2 separate regions of the Triticum aestivum genome follow, and region 1 is linked to region 2. Evidence: chromatin contacts called from public Hi-C data. All regions are on one chromosome and are shown on one strand. Each heading gives the region's core, a stretch centred on a gene start, on an enhancer-like site or on the middle of the called end of the contact. The rest is flanking DNA. Distances are from core to core; before and after follow the strand shown. Region 1 holds the start of LOC123043694 (CBL-interacting protein kinase 29). Region 2 has its middle 120 kb from the start of LOC123040631.

The links. Hi-C and Micro-C count contacts between places; a contact is called where the count stands out from the background.
Region 1: a Hi-C map of leaf shows a contact between it and region 2, with 2.5 times the contacts expected there. The contact joins the promoter of LOC123043694 here to the enhancer-like site in region 2. A contact is called at or near these places in 2 of 5 Hi-C or Micro-C datasets (both in leaf) and 1 of 1 datasets of contacts at active chromatin or transcription factors (leaf).

Annotation. Positions count from the first base shown.
Region 1 is chr2B:100,091,805-100,094,504 of IWGSC CS RefSeq v2.1, forward strand. It overlaps LOC123043694 (CBL-interacting protein kinase 29), which reads right to left and starts at 1,280. Exons shown (of 1, transcript XM_044466225.1): 1 at 1-1,280. The coding sequence starts at 1,084.
Region 2 is chr2B:99,888,634-99,891,333 of IWGSC CS RefSeq v2.1, forward strand. No RefSeq gene overlaps it. Among protein-coding and RNA genes, the nearest start is that of LOC123040631, 120 kb to the left of the region's middle. Within about 2 kb of position 1,393, at least 5 of the 8 cell types and tissues checked have an H3K27ac peak or open chromatin away from gene starts, as enhancers often do. A contact at or near this core is called in leaf, where this site is marked.

The DNA of each region.
Region 1 (2,700 bases), core at 30-2,529, 200 kb after region 2:
CCCGGGCCAGCACGGCCGCGGCGGGCTCGCCGACGAACACCCGCTCCGTGCCCGGCCCGGCGCCGAACAGCCCGGAGAGGTCCGAGCCGGGCGAGAAGGCCAGGATGTCGAACGCGGTCATGTCCCGCGCCATGTCCTCCTTGAACTCCGTCTCGAACCACGCCTCCTCCTCGTGCCCGCGCATCAGCTTCTCCAGCTCGCCGTCGCCGCTCGCGCCGTGGCGGAACCAGGGGTGCTCCATGATGCCGTCCGTGTCGATGCGCGTGCCCGGGTTGGGGTCGAGGATGCGGCGTAGCAGGTGGCGGAGCGCCGGCGAGAACCAGTTCGGGCACCGGAACCGGCCGGCGTAGATCTTGCGGTACATGTTGATGAGGCTGGCGTCGTTGAAGGGGAGGTAGCCGGCGGCGAGGACGAAGAGCACCACGCCGCAGGACCAGATGTCGACCTTGGCCGGGTGGTACCCCTGCTTCGAGAGGATCTCCGGCGCAACGTAGGCCGGGGTGCCGCAGAGGGTGTGGTGGAGGCTCTCGTCCGCGACGGCGCCGAGCCCGAAGTCGGCGACCTTGAGGTCGCCGTCGCCGTCGAGCAAGAGGTTCTCCGGCTTGATGTCGCGGTGGTACACGCCGCGGGAGTGGCAGTACCGGACGGCGGACACGAGCTGGCGGAAGTAATGCCGCGCGAGGTCCTCCGTCATGCGGCCGTCGGAGTCGACGAGCGAGAACAGCTCCCCGCCGGCGGCGAGATCGAGGACGAAGTGGACCTTCTTGCGCGTCCCCAGTATCTCGTGCAATCTCACCACGTGGCGGTGGCGCAGGCGGGCGAGGATGGCCGCCTCCCGCTCAATGGCGGCGGACCCGGCGGAGCCCTCGCCGTCGCGCGCGCCGGACCGCGGGTTGGGGAAGGACTTGATGGCCACGTCCCTGCCCGTGAGGAGGTCCCTGGCCCGGTACACCTTGGCGGAGGCGCCGCGGCCGAGGAGCCCGCCCAGCTCGTACCTCCCGAGCAGGACCTTCGGGGCGGCGAGGGATTGGGATTCGTCTGCCGGCGCCACGGCGGATGGGACGGCGCTGGAGGCGGACGGCATCGTGGCGGCGGGGTATGCTCTGTCGCCGCCGTCGCAGTGTGCGGTCGTGACTGTGGGGTAGTAATTTTCCCCGGCTGGATCGGCGGCCGGAAAAGAGATTGGGGATCGCTCGGTCGGTCGCTCCCGTGCTCCGGCCGGAGAGTTCTCTCGGGGGTTGAGGTTGGTATGGATTCTGCTGCGCTCTGGTTCTGGAGTTGAAGACGATCTGGGGCGCCACCGGGGGAGCTATTTATGCGGGGCTGCGGGGGAGGAGCCGCGGGCCCACGGTCAGTATGACCGGTGGGGCCCGCGTGTTGTGGTGTTTAACTGCTGCCGCTGTGGCAGCGGCCGGGAAGTTTCCTCTTAACACGACGCGCTGCTCATTAATTATGGTTCCGATTCTCTTATATTTTCAGAGATTTTATTTGTATTAAAACAAATTATTGTTGCATGCATGGTACGGTTTGGACGTACGGTACAACGACAGCTACCGTGTGCTGTTGCTGTTCGGAGTGAATGGCGAGGAGTTTTGGACCGTCGGGTTTTAGTGGTTGGGGAGGATGATACAGTCAGGGCTTTGAAGAGGGCTGGATTGAAGTGGTAGTGAGATGATTGTGTTTGGGTTTGATGAATGTTCTCATTTGTGAGGTGGTGGTGCATGTTTGAGGATGAATGAGAATTTTGATCTTTGAAGATCACGGTCTTAGATTTTAACTCCGCGATTTCTTTGAGATTCTTCCATGTGTAAGGTGGGAATGGTGACACCGCAGGTTGGCAACGGCATGGGAGGCTAGAATGTTCCGAGGGTCCGAGGCGGAGGTGGTGACACCGCAGAATCGCGTCGAGACGAATAGGAGAAGGAAGGTTCGTGCATCGACGATTAGAGTCTAGGGTGAAGCCGTGCATCAATCTGAGAAAAGATATTTTCTGCCCATCACAGTGGAGGTTTTGACACTGTGATTCTCTCTCGAGTAAGGAAGCAAATAACGACAACGTGGGGCGGCAGCGAAGTCGGAGGGGATGGAGGTGATGACAATGTGGAATGACGTCGATGAAGGATAGGAGACGGGAGGTCCGTGCATCGATGGCTAAGAGTTTAGGGCGAGGCATCGGCCCCAAAGAATGGATATCGTGCCCCCTAGTCTTAGAGTGGTGGTCAGGGTCTGTGACAGTACTGGCGACGATGGCGGTTTGGTCAGGGCTGGGTGGCGAGACGACGTAGTAGCAACGACGGTCGCGAGTAGTGAAGACAAACAATTTCACGAATTAGGTTGGTCGGGGGAAGGAAATGATTGTATGAAGAAGAAACACAGTGACCACAAAATCTAATGATAGTGCTGAAAAAGCTATTACCTTTGTCCATATTTGCTTGAATTAGATTTATCTGGATACAATATCTAGACACGTAAACAATTTCATGAATTAGACTTGTCTATATACATTGGATGTATCTAGACACACAGATGTATGTTGTATCTTCGAGTCTAAATACACCGGTGCCGTATCTTCGTGTCTAGATACATTCCTAGCTACACAAATCTAAAACAATTAATTCGGGATGAAGGCAATATGCTTTATTAAGGAATGAACATACAACTATGTTCAAGGTAGCTATGTATCTTTATATATAATGATTG
Region 2 (2,700 bases), core at 143-2,642:
TTTGCATCTTGTAAAGCACGTGGGTATCCAGCTTTGGGTCACTTTATTTTCATGTCCTTTTCAGCTGAAGTTTATCTACATCGTAAACTTATCGTTGAAATGACAGAATATGATGCGCAGCTTATATGTTTTTTGGCAAGACGGAGACGTCTGATCTAACAGTGTGTGTGCATACCACATTATGGGGAGCTTCGGCCGGTGTCATGGCACACTTTCCACACATTTTTAAACAACCCTCAAATTAGAACTAGGAGCCGAGAATGTTAAATAAAATAGTAAAATGATTTGGGTATTGACTTTCCTTGTTAATGAGCATGATACACCTTTTCTTTTTGGGAAATTGGCTGGTGAGCTGCTTGTTAAACTAACAGAGGAAGGACGCCAGTCTTTTATTGAAGCTACTCAAGCTGTGCACATTTCAGTATTTGATTGGGTCACAGTGCATGACGCCTTCTCGCTGGCCACTCGTATTATAAACACCAAGTCATGCACGGACAAATTTGTGAGTTTATAGAACTGAGTTGATAACCAATATTTTAGACTGAAGATTTGTATTCGGACCCTTTTCTTGGATAAAAGATAACCGATCATTGCCAACGCCCAACGGTCGCTGATGAGTAACATCACATGGCCATATGTTACTTCCATACAGGCTAAAACAAGGCCCCTGGAGTGCAGTGCATGGATCCAAAAGTTTGTCAGCAGCATCACTGGACCACTGAACCTGCTTCTCGGCCCACCGTCTCGTCTCACCTATGCGTGGATGCACCAGGCAATAATTGGCAATTGTTTTCCCATAATGCATAATTAATACTAGTAATATTTTGCGCCAATTATGTGAGGTGAGGTGTCATATATACTGATGATAAGGACCCATGGCTATAGAGCAGCAGTGCAATGATAGGGGTGCTGCACTGCAAAAGAGGGACACCCCCCACACACGAATTATGTTGGCATGGACAACTCTTGTAGTACTACTGATCATAATAACCTAGTTTGATTGATGATGATCGGTGGCCACAAGTTTGGAGTGTTTTCGTCCCTTCTTTCTGAATGATTATCTCTAGTTTTTGCATCAAGAACACAGGTCGCATTCCTGCTCGGTCGTGATGCACGGCACGGATGATTCCGTGTGTCTCGTCAGTCTGCTCGCCGTTGCTTTAACAATTTATTAGGGCTGTTGATTGGGACAGATGTTTTCGGACGGATGCGTCACAGATAGAGCGTCCTGCACACCTGCATGTACTTCTCCGGTGTTTGTGGTTGAGAACTTAGCCGGTGTCTTCAACTCAATCCTTCTCGTTTCTCACACGGAACCGTGCCATCGACCGTGTCGGGGTCAGCTCGTCGCATCGCCCCGTCGCGTGGGTGAGATGAGATCCACCGGAACAATACAGCGGCGTACTTGAGCTAATCCGCGGCCGGCTGGCCGATCGATCGCGGTCGCGGCATGGGCCAGCAGCCTGCACGGCACCGAGCCGATGAACCTCATCCTTATCCCGGCGGCATGGCGCGTGGACGCTAACGGTAACTGTCTCCGTCCGGCGACGCGGACCAGTGTCGAATCTGAGCCAATCACTCTTCTTTTTTTCAGCTTGGGCCAGGGTTTGGACCATACCCACGTCCCCCGCGGTCGATAGACGAGAGCAGATGGCGCTGGCATGTGCCTCGGAATGTAGTCGTGAGCAGCGCCTATGGAATAAACAAACAAAGACAGGGGGGCTCCACTATGCTATCACCCACCACGCGTCCTATCATGGTCCATCAGGCCAACTTCACCGCGCGACCCCAAACGGACGTCCGTTTTGTCTGGATTCTGTCCGTTTAGGCAGGGAATGTGGTCGTGTCCGGGCCTGTCTTGGAATGCGGTGGCCGTGCGTCTAGCGCGCGGCCGCATCCTTTACCCCATCATGTCGGCATCTATTTAAAAAAAACAGGAACGTTTCAAATGGCAAGCTCTACGGCCCCAGTTCATCACGCACGCCACCAACAAAGCCAGCGGCCTACACGTCCATCGCCGGCATCAGCCAGCGGCCGGCAACTCAGCCAGCCTCCAAAATGTATGGTTGTCCTCGCCGGCAACACAGCCAGCGACCGGCAACACAGCCGGCCTTCAAAATGAATGTTTTTCTCGCCGGCACACGGCCAGCGACCCAGCGGGGCGGGCGGCAACCATGCCAGCCTCCAAAAAAGAACTGCCACGGCCGATCGGACGACCTAGTTCAGGCCGTCGGCGTCGAGCATCTCCTTCTGCCTGGCCTCGAACCAGGCCCTCGTCTTCTCGCTCATCTTCGACAAGTCCACGCTCATGATCGCCAGGGCCACCTCTTTCGCTTTGGTGGCGGCATTGGTGGCCTCGATGTCGAGCTGCCTTTACCTGGACTTGATGTTGTCGGCCTCGATGTCGAGCTGCCTTTGCCGGGTCGCCTCCTCGATGTCGAGCTGCCTCTGCCGGGCCGCCTCCTTCATGTCGATCTTCCTTCTCTTGGCCGCCTCCTCCATCTCAAGCTTCTTCGTTTGAAGCTCTAGGTATTGCTTCATTTGCTCATCCTTGCTTTGCCGCTTCTTCTCGTCCCTCATATCCTTTTGCGACATCATACCATGCAAAGTGTCATGCAATGCCATGGATGAGGCATCACGAATGTCGTCAACCTTGGAGTTGGTCTTGCCCCTCGGCCTCTTCAACGCCTCGCCATCTCC